2 separate regions of the Mus musculus genome follow, and region 2 is linked to region 1. The links are chromatin contacts, called in public promoter capture Hi-C maps. All regions are on one chromosome and are shown on one strand. Each heading gives the region's core, a stretch centred on a gene start, on an enhancer-like site or on the middle of the called end of the contact. The rest is flanking DNA. Distances are from core to core; before and after follow the strand shown.

What was found. Promoter capture Hi-C pulls out the DNA fragments that hold promoters and counts their contacts.
Region 2: a promoter capture Hi-C map of liver shows a contact between it and region 1, with 2.4 times the contacts expected there. The contact joins the enhancer-like site here to the promoter of Bpi in region 1. A contact is called at or near these places in 13 of 39 promoter capture datasets (the 3T3-L1 cell line, 3T3-L1-derived adipocytes, the C10 cell line and 8 more), 1 of 15 datasets of contacts at CTCF or cohesin (CD8 T cells), 10 of 484 Hi-C or Micro-C datasets (the C2C12 cell line, the HL-1 cell line, Sertoli cells and 5 more), 1 of 115 datasets of contacts at active chromatin or transcription factors (bone marrow-derived macrophages) and 2 of 9 other capture datasets (adipose tissue and liver).

The regions. Positions count from the first base shown.
Region 1 is chr2:158,253,497-158,259,612 of GRCm38.p6, reverse strand. It overlaps Bpi (bactericidal permeablility increasing protein), which reads right to left and starts at 1,372. Exons shown (of 15, transcript NM_001356542.1): 1 at 1,189-1,372. The coding sequence starts at 1,318. It overlaps Gm34571 (a long non-coding RNA gene), which reads left to right and starts at 634. Exons shown (of 3, transcript XR_866913.1): 1 at 634-762.
Region 2 is chr2:158,035,415-158,041,298 of GRCm38.p6, reverse strand. Rprd1b (regulation of nuclear pre-mRNA domain containing 1B) reads right to left here. Exons shown (of 7, transcript NM_001291134.1): 2 at 5,174-5,303. Among named protein-coding and RNA genes, the nearest start is that of Rprd1b, 9.9 kb to the right of the region's middle. Within about 2 kb of position 3,543, at least 10 of the 459 cell types and tissues checked have an H3K27ac peak or open chromatin away from gene starts, as enhancers often do. A contact at or near this core is called in liver, where this site is marked.

The DNA of each region.
Region 1 (6,116 bases), core at 123-2,622:
AGTTTGCCAGGAACCAGCCCAGATGCCATTATAACCAGCAGTAGTAACAGTAAAAAGCACGGGGGTCTTCCCATCCACCAGCACTGCTCCCTGCCAAGCTGAGCAATCCTAGGAAGGGGGTCCTTCCCTTCCCTCCCACACCCTAGTGCTCTGGTCAAGAGCTCACTGCTGACATATGGTAGAGTCAAGATGGGAGATCAAGGCTTCTTGTTCCCCAAGTTCAACCTTTGGATGTGGGCATACAAATGAATAATAGGCTTGCTGCATTTTTTAAAAACTCACTCCAGTTGCCACATGGGACACTGGAGCTGAGCCTCTGCTCCCACAAAAGCTGTCAGTCACCCATGCACTCATGTGACATGTATGTACACACGCGCGCACACACACACACACACACACACCAGCTCTGGATTTAAACACAACCATATCCTCATCGACGTTCATGGGGGAATCTGTTTGCATCCCTGCGATGGCCTGCATGGCCTGGAACATGCGTTCTGGGATAGGAAAGCAGATCCCCTGGGACCTGCCCCGCCCCCCCACCCAACCTGGTCTGATCTGAACTAGGATCGCCCTGAGTTCTGCAGTTCCTCTCTCTGCCACCAGGAGGCAGCACTAAGCGGCCCCAAGAAGGGCTTCAGTGAGGACTAGAGCGCCTTTGCTAGAGACTCCTCACCTGCAGGAGTGCTGTGTCCCACCCACCCAGTCCTGCAATGGAAGAATGGGACCGGTGGATCTGTGAGGCGCCTGGCAGAGAAGCAGGTGAGCGGAGTTGTTACCTGCCTGGCCTTTGGGAGGAGCCTGGGGTAGCTTTCCCAGAGTCTGCCCGCAGTGTGTGTACATCTCACTGGAGGCGCCCCCCGGCACCCCCTGCCTGCTTAGTCTCTAACAAAGGAGGTAAGGCAGACGACTGACTTTGGAAAGAAAAGGCCTAGAAATGTCACGGTGTAGAGAGAAGGGACCGTGGGGACCCTCAGAGCCCCGGGGCACTTGGAATCTTCTAGAGTAGTGTGATCCAGTCCCAGCTCTGACACTTTTCTAGTCCTATGAGACGGTGCCTTAGTTTCTTTCTATGTAAAATAGGAGGGGGGGGGAAGCAGTGAACTTGCCAGGCATCCGATTTAAAGGGCTGTGCACCCTAAGTGCCCTGTCAGGGAAGGGGAGGAAGAGAGAAAGGCATCCAATTACCGAAGTCCAGACCCTTCTGGGAGATCATGGCCACGAAGCCAGGGTCGGTGGCGGCTGTCAGGGCTGTGCCAATGATGGCCAGCAGCAACAGGGCTGACCATTTCCGCACGTTGTCAGGGGCCCAGGTCATGTCCTCTAGGGCAGCCCAAACCACAAGGCCTCGGATGGGAACCTGAGACCTATAAAGAAGCCTTCTGGGGAAGGGCAGGGCAGTAGTAGAAAGAGGAAGGAGGAAGGCAGCCGTGGGGGCGGGAGGGGGAGGGCAGCTGCGGTTCCCCATCAACGTTGGGGACCAGTCCAGGGGCTGCCCCAGTGGAGCCTAGAGGTCTGTGCGAGCATGGGCATGTGCGCATGTGCTGTGCACGTGCACGCGCCCACCCATGCCAGCACGCGCGAGCCTGTTGAGACCTGTGGCTCTGGGACGGATTCCTCTTCCTAAGCAGTCCATCCTTTTCTTGCGTCCTCCTCGCCTCATGTAAGGCTTTCTTTCAAGCTGGGTGGTGACCACACGGAGACTCCCTGTCTCTAGTTCCTATCCCTTTGGTTGTATCCGTAGTAAATTGTTTAAAAAACGGGACCTTTGGAGGTGTCCCCCATCCCAGGCTGCAGGGGTACTTTTTTAGTGCTCTAATTCTGGAGTCTTGTCCTTGGCATCTCAGCTACTCTTTAAGGCTGGTCTCAGCCTCTCTGTGCTTCTCTGTGCCTCGGTTTCCTCTCCTATAGAGTGGTGGTGGGGGGTGGGGGGGGACTATCACCTTCGCCCCTAGCTTACTGTGAGGACAGGATGGCCTTCCAGTAGGGAAAGCAGGCATAGTGTGCCTTGCGAGAAAGAGAATCCAGATGGGAGCCTTAACCGGAACTTCAGAAATAAATACGAGAATCAGTTACATGGACTCGTCTCCAAGACACAACACCAAACATATTTTAATTTTCGCCTGTCCCATTTTTTTTTTCCTGGCAAGCATAGATAGTTAGTTCTGCCTGTTTGTTTTCCTATCAGACATGGGATCCTATTGGTTAGCCCGGGAAAGTTCCCTTTCTCTGAATACATTCTCCCCCGGCTTTCAATATTCCATCGTTTCCTAAACCCAGTTTTCTTAACCAGATATCTGTTTTCACACATTTCACCCCTCCTTCTCAGGGACCAGGATTTGAGGCTTCTGAGGGGACAGTAGGCTTCTCTTAGAGCCAAGATACTTCTAACACCATCAGGAGCAGGAGGCGCTAAGCTGGAGGGGCAAGGTGGGAACCCCCACCCCCATCCCTCCCCTCCTGCAATCTAGTTCAGCTTTGCATGCAGGGCTGTGAAGTTCTGCAGCAGCCTCAGGCCCCGAGTGGGAGTGGCCCGGTCTCCATGGTGAACAGAGGGGGCTGGACTTCAGAGGCTCAAGGTTTCTCACGCCCCACCCCAATCCCCTGGATTTTATGGAAGTCTAAAAATCGGGATCCTCCTATCCTCCTGAGGGCTCATTTCCTTTCTTCCTTCTTTCCTTGTTTCCTTTCTTTCTTCCTTCCTTCCTTCCTTTTTTTTCCCTCATCACTTCTTTCTAAGCAGATCCTCCTGCTATCTGCCCAGCTAGGAGACATTGCCTTCCAAACATCGGAAGAAACACAGAGCTGTGTACACAGGACCTGCCAGATATTGCTCCTCCTATGCAATGATATTTGTAAAGGACCCTGCTTTCAAGAGGCGGTGAAGGGGAGACGCCAGGAATTCTTACCCCTGGGTTTTCGCCCTCTGGATCTCCCTCAGAACATTTCTTCTGCACCCGAGGCAGCTGGGATCCATGACCTGTCATAAAATGCCATTTTCAGAAAATAATCCTGGACACCTTCCCATTCAGACATACACTCGGGCAAAACACCCGTGCATATAAAGTGAAAATGATTTTCAAAATACATTTCAAAACATAAAAATAAGGCCTAGAGCAACGCAGGAACACACGGAGAGTAGGTGTCCCAGGTTTAGGAAATTTTGACATTGTGCATATACCCTAGTGTAATTTCTTTGATTCTTATGGATTTCTGGTCTTTTTCCTAAGTAATTTTTAAGTATGTATATGCCTGGGTATCTGTGCGAGTGTGTGTTCATGTGTGTGCACACATGAGTGCAAAGTGACTTCAGAGGCCAAAAGAGGGTCACAGACCTCCCTGAGCTGGAATTACAGACAGTTGTAAGATGACTGAAGTGGGTGCTGGGAACTGAATCCGGGCCCTCTGCATGAGATAGAAGACATTTTGTTTTGCTTTGCTTTGCTTTGCTTTGCTTTGCTTTGCTTTGCTTTGCTTTGCTTTGCTTTGCTTTGCTTTGTTTTTTTTAACCACGGAGCCCTCTTTAGCCTGGACTTTTATTCTGCTCAGAATGTCCACTTGTTTCAACCTCACCCACACTATTCTGCTGACCGACGCCACACGGCTTAAGTGATGAGCAGAACCTGAGGTCACAGTAGGACTTCATGGGGGGACATCACAAGTGGGCTGGCCCAGAGGCGGATTCTGTGCACTGTCTTGCTCTAGGTTCTTATTCTGTTGAAAGGTAAACTAGAGTGAGTGCCACATGGACCTGGGCTCTGGCTCAGGCCTTGTCACCTGCTCCTAGTGAGAGTCTGCCTAAGCTCCAGCCCTGCTTTCTGAAGCCATTTTTCCTTTCTGGACGAGACAGTGTCTGTGCTGAAAGTCAATGAAGTGAGCCATCAGATGTGAGGAGATTTGCACACACAGCTTCTAGCTTAGTCATGATTCAGCTCCGCTCTGCTCTGGCAGGGAAGGCCCAAACCCCTACTGTGACAGCCTACCAGGGTCCTACTGCAGAGATGGGGGACCTCTGGCATCTGGGTTTTTCCCTGAGTGCATGCAGCCCTACACTTAGCAACTCCGTAGGTCAGCAGGCCCCAGCCGCAGCGGTTAGGATTGGCTGTGGAGCCTGACTGTCGTTGACCTGAGTTCCAGACCTACTGAACTTTGCTGACCCTCAAATTTCTCCTTTGTTCCCAAACTCCATCCTTAGACACCATGCCTATTATTAGCTCTGACCAACTTTTGAGACCAGTCTGATCTACAGAGCAAGATCCAGGACAGCCAGGGCTACACAGCAAAACACTGAAAAACAAACAACAAAAATAGATGTTCAATTGTGGCAGCCATGTATTATAGTTTTGCATTGTTTATGCTCTGAATTTAGAGCTAGGAAGTTGTTTTTTGTTTGTTTGTTTGTTTTGTTTTGTTTTTTGTTCTTGTCTTTTAAAAGTTACAGGGTCTACAAAGGAAGCTGATGGAATTCCCTGGAATGAGGGCTGTTACAATGAGAGACCAGGGTCACAAAGGGACCTGGAGAGGGAGGGGAAACTAGACATTACGTGAGACAGAAGCAATACAGTATATGGAGATCTGAACATGATAGAAGTTTACAGGGAAGGAGGGGCTTCCCTCTAACCTAGTGATTCTTAACCTTCCTAATGCTGCGACCCTTTAATACAGTTATGGTGACCCCCAAACATAAAGTTATTCCATTGCTACTTCATAATTGTAATTTTTCTACTGTTATGAGTCATAATGTAAATATCTGATGTGCAGAATATCTGATATGTGACCCCATGTGTAAGGGTTGTTCGACCCCAGAAAGGTCTCGACCCACAGGTTGAGAACCACTGCTTTAAAGCCTGGAAAAGAACTTCATTAAGAGTGAGAAAGAACCAGGCACTGGTAGCCCACGCCTTTAATCTCAACACTTGGGAGGGAGAGGCAGGCAGATTTCTGAGTTCGAGGCCAGCCTGGTCTACAGAGTGAGTTCCAGGACAGCCAGGGCTATACAGAGAAACCCTGTCTCGAAAAACATAAACAAACAAACAGAGTAAGAAAGAGAGCTAACTCAGGAGGCAGAGGCAGGAAGATATCTTTGAGTTCCAGACTAGCCAGGGTGACATAGTGAGACGCTGCTTTAAAAACTGAGAGTTGGGGTGGTGGCTTCAGAGTCTCCTTCTCCCCACCCCAGACAGACTTCTCCCTGGAGTCACAGACCAACTCTCAGAACAAAGGAGAGGCCTAAGCTTTTATGCCCTTCTAGGGGTAGTGAGAAGTTTCACATAACAATTTCATTGTTAACATGTCAGGACATCTGTCTCATGCACATGGAAATCTATGTGTATAGATGTATATATTAGATCTTCTCTTGGAAGTGTTTGAGCATTGATGCAGTGTGTGCTTTCTAGAAACAAGGGCATTGTCCCACATAACCACAGCACTGTCAACAGTCCAGAGCCAGCGGCCAGCTTACAGACCCCTTTCAGGTCTCATGTGCAGTCTCCACAGGGTCCAGCCAGGACTCGGGATCCAGGCAGGATCTGCCACTGACGTCACTTGTGTCCCCCGAGCCTCCTGTGAGCTGAAACAGTTCCTCTGTGTTCCCTTGTATTTCATGACCTTGACATTTCTGAAGAACAAGCCAGCTACTATCTGAAGAATGCCAGTTTGGGATGGTCTGAAGTTTTCTGGGGGTTGGAGTTAGGCCACACATTCCCGCAAGGGACCTGGTAGTGATGCTGCCTTCCCAGTGCCTTAGTCTGTGGCATTAGTTGTTGCCTGCTGGGGAAGTTGCTGTTGTCTGTGGTTCAGGTGTGTTGAGAAGGCTTGAGGAGGGCTGGCAGATGGGGTGCCAGCCCGCAGGTGTCGGCGTGCCGTTCTTTTCAAGCTTATTGGGTATATGGTCTTTAAAAAGCAGAGTGGGGGGGGGGGGGGCAGGAGGCATCTGAACATCATGTGGCAGCTACCATAGTCACACTCAGGGCTGTGACTCAGGACAGAGCCCAGGCACATATTTCTGGTTCACCTGATTCTTCCAAGTTGATGCTGATTTGGCTGGTAGGTATGTTTTCATCCTGATACCCTCTGGAATCAGGTCCTGACCCTCAGGGTGACCTCCTAGGACAAAT
Region 2 (5,884 bases), core at 2,294-4,793, 220 kb after region 1:
GAAGCCTCCGAGAAGGGGCTTGTTTTCACAGACACCATATTGGCTGAATCAATCTTTTTTTAAATGAATTTTTAAAATTTTTATATAAATATACTTGACTTCCAACTCTTTTGCATCAAAGTAATTCAAGTCATAAATTAAACAAACTGGTTTTCAAGTAAGGCACTGCGGTGAAGTAGACATCATTGTGGTACCTAAAATCAGATGTGGCTAGAGCAGGAAAGCAGTTGACAAAAGATGGGGCACTACTTTCCCAGGTTCACTGAGATTCTTGAGGCTGGGGATGTATAGCATTTGGCAATGTGCTTGCCTCGAATGTACAAAGCCCTGAGTTTGATCCCCAGCAGTGCATAAACTGGGCATGGTGGTCCATGCCTGCAATCTCAGGACTCAAGGGGGAAGGCTGGAGAATCCATTCAAAGCCATTCCTGACCACACAAATTCTTTGAAGGCTAGTTTGGGCAGCATGAAAACTTGTCTCCAAAACAAAACAAACAAATAAATAATAATGTGTATATGAGAGCTATCTAAGTGAAAAGTGTTTTTAAAATATTTGCCACTAAGCCATCAAGAGGCTCAATCACACACTTTCTGCTGTGATGCTCTGCTTCCCTGCAGCCCAGAAGAGGAGGAGCTGGCAGCATGAACTGAAGCCTTTGCAACCATGAGCCCAGCTACATCCTTACTCCCTTGTTTCTCTCTGGCATTCTTCCACCGTGACAGAAAGCTAAGACAGGAGCGGACCTGGAGATTGGGGTGAGGGTGGAAGTGGGGATCAGGACACTCTCCACTCCCAAATGATCTGGGTGCCTCACTTGTGTGAACAACATGGCTCTAAGTGAATGCCTACTTACTCTGCAGGAACAGTGACAAAAGCACCCTCCACAAATCCTAGAGGAGGCTCTGGGTGCTGAGTCCCTTCCCACCTCCTGTCACAATTACCCATGCACCTCTCCCCTTTGCTGACTGTTCTGTATCCCTGAGCGCAATAAAACCTAACAACCATGATACCTCCCAGGAAATTACCCACCTGGGAGAAGTATAAAGACCCACAAACAATAAGGAATTATCATGTATTTGGCAATAACTCCTGATTTACCTCTCAAGAAATTAAGTCTAGAATCAGGAATTAAGGCCACCAAGCCTGACAACCTGAGTTAAATTCCTGGGATTCCACATGGTGGAAGGAGTGACCTGACTTCTGGAACTCTGTGTGTTTGCTATAGCACATGTACATACACATGAGTGTGTATACACACAAATGACAAATGAAATTTTAGGGTTTATTTTTTAAAAAAATAGAAATTAGGGGGAGAGGGGTCCTGGAGAAATGGCTCAGCAACCACAGCACTTGCTGCTATTTCAGAGGACCCAGATTTGATTCCTGGAATCCACATGGAATCTCACAACTGCCTGCAACTCCAGTTCCAGGAAATCTGATGCCCTGTGTGGCCTCTGTGGCCACTAGGCACACATGTGATCAAGCAGGCACACATGTAGACATAATGCTCATATACATAAAATAACAAAGACTAAGTTTCTGTGAACTTGATACTAGTTTAACCATGTGTCCACCCACAATTGCCACTTGAAACACCTAACCAGCCGTCTCAAACTTAACATGGCCAAAACAAAACAAAAATTACTTCCTCCACCAAAGCTTCCCAGTCCTCGGTTCAGACCAGCCATCGACTCACACTAAAAATCTCTTTCTTGCCTCAATACCAGCTCCCTTTTCAAGACATCATGTACATTTTACAAGGGTGAAGACTCCAACTACAAAATAAGCATTCAATAAATGGAGAGAGCCTTCTCACTGCAAATGTCTTAACCAATCTCACCTTAGCCAACACCACAGCAACACTCCTTCTGAGCTCAGGTTTCCCTGCCCTTCACAACCCATTCTCTACACGGGCCTTTCATATATATGGTTTGCAAGTATGTGAATGTGTGTGTGTGTTGTTCTCTACCTTACAAACTGAGACAGGGTCTCTCAATTGTACCCAGAGATTGCTGATTCAGCTAGTCTGGCCTTTACCCACTCTGTCATCTCTTCTTTTTAAAGGCATCTAATAGAAACCTTTAAAAAGTATTAATTTGCCAGGAGGTGGTGGTGCACACCTTTAGTCCCAGTATTTAGGAGGCCAGCCTGGTCTACAGAGTAAGTTCCAGAACAGCCAGGGCTACACAGAGAAACCCTATCTCCAAAACCCACAAACAAACAAACTTAACAAAAATAAAAACTTTCTCTACAATATAATAAAAAGATATACACTTATTGCCTTATCATATATTAGAATAGTTGACTAAAAAGAGGGATATCTGCTAATGGAGTGAACTTTTCATTCAGGTACAATTTTTTTTTTTTTTTTGTTTTTTGAGACAGGGTTTCTCTGTGTAGCCCTGGCTGTCCTGGAACTCACTCTATAGTCCAGGCTGGCCTTGAATTCAGAAATCTGCCTGCCTCTGCCTCCCAAGTGCTGGGATTAAAGGTGTGCGCCACCACCACCACCTGGCTCAGGTACAATTTTACCAAAAGTGCTTACTCATGATTTTACAAATGGTTAAACTTTTCATGAACTGTCCCTGGCAGCACAATTAACAAATAGATTATGAGGGGGAAAGATCCTAGTTATATGGTTAGGTTTTGTTTTATGTTTTGTTTTCTTTCTCTAATTTTACCTGGGCTTTTTATAATGTCTACAGAAATGTTTTCATTCGCTGGCTTACAGTTCTTGACTGACACCCTATCAGAATAGACTCCCAGGGACTATGGAACCACTCCTTTCCTCTCTCTGATCTCATCTGGGGCCACATCTTACTTTGTTTACCATATCCATCTCATCCTGCTCCTCTTAAGATGTCACGATTATTTCCACCTTAGGTTCTCAAATGTCACCTTCTTACCCAAGATGTATGGAGAAGAGTCTACCCTAGAACACTATTCTAATTAATTGTCCATATCATTTCAAAGTGTCTTGTTCACGTCACTGTTCTTATCTGCCTTCCTCCTTGCTGTTCCCCAAGCTCTGGATTAGTGTGTGGCATAGAACAAACACAAGTTGAATAATGAATGTGTAACTACCTCCAAACTTTAAAGAAAACAAGGTATGCATAAGCATAATATGTTCATAGTCTAGTTATTTAAACCACTACTCAAATCAAATCTACCCTATGAACTTTCTGAATTCAAAGGGTTTTTTTTTTTTTGTCTTTTTTTTTGGCTTGGGGATGAAAGTAGAGAAGCATCATAAAAATCTTGCTAATTATTTGGGGAATTAATGGGTCAGCTACCTTGGTTCACCATCTGGTCACAGCAAAAGCACACCAAGAACACTTACTAAGTTACTCTTGGTTGATGAGTTACAACAGTATTAAAGTAGCTATTGTACTTTCTGTTCTAATGATAGGATGAAGGAAAGAAGCCTTGAAACATGGTCCAAACTGGACCTTAAACAGCCTGGCATATGGACAGGAGCTGGGAAACATCAGGTAGAATGTGCCCAGATGGTTTCCCAATGTCTCCTGTTTACATCTCTTTGTTTTCTTTGTGACAAGGTTTCACTACATAGCCTGGGCTGGCCTCTGAGTGATGGAATTCTAGAAGTGTGTTACTATGCCTGGCTTCTGTATGGTTTTAAGATGTGCCCACATGCTAGGTAAGCCCTCGGAATCTTGGTATCCACCTTGTAGCCCTTTCTACTTACCCTTTTCTAATTCAGAACAGCGAAGAGTTATAAAAGTGTTAGTTTATTATCCCTATAGGGCAGAGATAGTACCCTTAAACCACATCTTTTCCCCAGTTAGTCACGATTATCCTAACTGACTCAAAGAATATTTACTCACCCCTATTAGCACCAGGACAGATGCAGTGCTGCCGCGTCTTGGGACACCCTGTGAGAGACTATGTGAGTGCACTCCTTGTCTGTAAGCACTACAAGGTGCCTGGCCCAAGAGCTAGGAAAAGGCAGCCCTTTCCTGCCTGGAGTGCAGGACATGAAAATGGATGAGTAAAACAGTGAGCTGGACTCTAAAAGCTCCCTGCCTTTTAACAAGATAGGAAAGTTGGGCTCAGAAACTTAACTTATACACCCAAGGCTACTCACATGGCACGTGAGACAGAACAGTGTCACACTAAGGCACCCAGCTAAGCCTTATCAAAACAGCCAACCCCAGACTCCAATTTCAGATAGCTTCTCTCAGCTTAGCAGCTGTTTGAAGAGTCAGTCGTTTTCTTCACGTCCCTAATGCACTCTGCCGCTTCAGTGCCCGTGGTCATCAGAACCAGCACGGCGGGTTCAAGCAAGTCCTCCAGCTTCAGAAAGCTCAATGTGGTTTTTAACATTTTGGACTACTAATTTTATTCCTTTAAACATTTCAAATCCTCCAAAGAATACTCACTTCAATTCCCACACAACACCTTCTTAGACTCCAAACATTTCTGTTTAATACACTAGTCTCATTTCCACTCTTCATGGTTTCTTTTGCAAAGATCTATGTATTTTTGTGCATACTTACGAACATAATAGTCTGTCAAAACAAAAAACAAAAACGAACAAAAAACTAAATTTTCCTCCTGGGAATCTAACTCACACCTACAAACAAGCCCGAGTGCTATGGAAGCTCAGCAGGTGTGAGCTTTCTATCCAGCTGCCTGTGTGCTCCATGGTGCAGCACTCTGCAGTCCAAGTTGCAGATTCCCAACCATGCGGCTCAAGCATCTGCTTCCCCACACATTATATGACTACTTTTGTATGACAGCAATGACTTCTATTTTTAGCAGACTAGAAAGAGGGGGAAATTAAAGTCTCAAACCAGTCTCCGCTATTGAAGAGACACTTCGAAGGAGAGTGAACTGCTCCTTTGCAGTACTAGCTCTGGTTTTTGATCATAAACTAATGAGACAACTCAGCCATGGAAAATGTACTTGAAAAAGAAATCCAGTGAGTGAATTCAGAGGAGAAAAACGTGTTTCTGGTACCAGAATGAATCTCTTTAGTGTTTCAAAGTGTTTACATGTCTGAGATGATAGTTAAGGGCCCAGAAAAACATAAAAGCATAATTTGGTCTTCACAGCACTCTGTAAAGTACAACATTGTCCATTTGCAAAGGATATACAAAAACAACAGAACAAAAAGGTGGAAAATATAAAAGCCCCCGATAGAAAACATACCTGGCAACATGAGAAAAAGCATCCACAAGCACAGACTCAAATTCTCTTGTGAACTCAGGTCCTTTCCTTTTACTGTTTTGGATGACATCATTTGCTAAGTATAGAAAAGTAAGCTTTCTATTTGATTTGGCTAGGAAAAAAAAGAAGAAAGGACAATTTAACTTATAGCGAAAAACTCTAATTAGTGATTGTTAGGCAATTATTAAAGAACATTAGATATGAGGAGACAGCTTAGCAGGTAGGTACTTGTCACTTGTCATACAAACATGAAGACTGAAATTTTGGTCCCTAGTACCCAAGTAAAATATAAGGTGGAGGTGGGTTCTCTGAAGCAAGCTGGCAACTAGCTCACCTAAATTGGTGAGCTCTGGGTTTACATGAGAGGTCCTACCCTGGTATATAAGGTGGATAGTGACTAAACATCAACTTCTGGGCTCCACACACATATGTTCCTGCACACAGCAAGCAAATGCTGTCTGTCTGTCTGTCTGTCTGTCTCCCCTACCCCTCTCCCTGCACACAAAAAGAATACTAATGTGAGTGTACCTCAGAGAGTTAGGTAGTTATCTGAATAAAACAATGGAATAAAATAAAGGAATTCTTTGAAGTCTAACTTGCACATCTGGGAATATAATTTTGGAAGAAAAAAAAACCAAGAAAACATTAGCTTCATTTCTGTGTTACTTTAACCAGGGTAATTAATTGGCATCA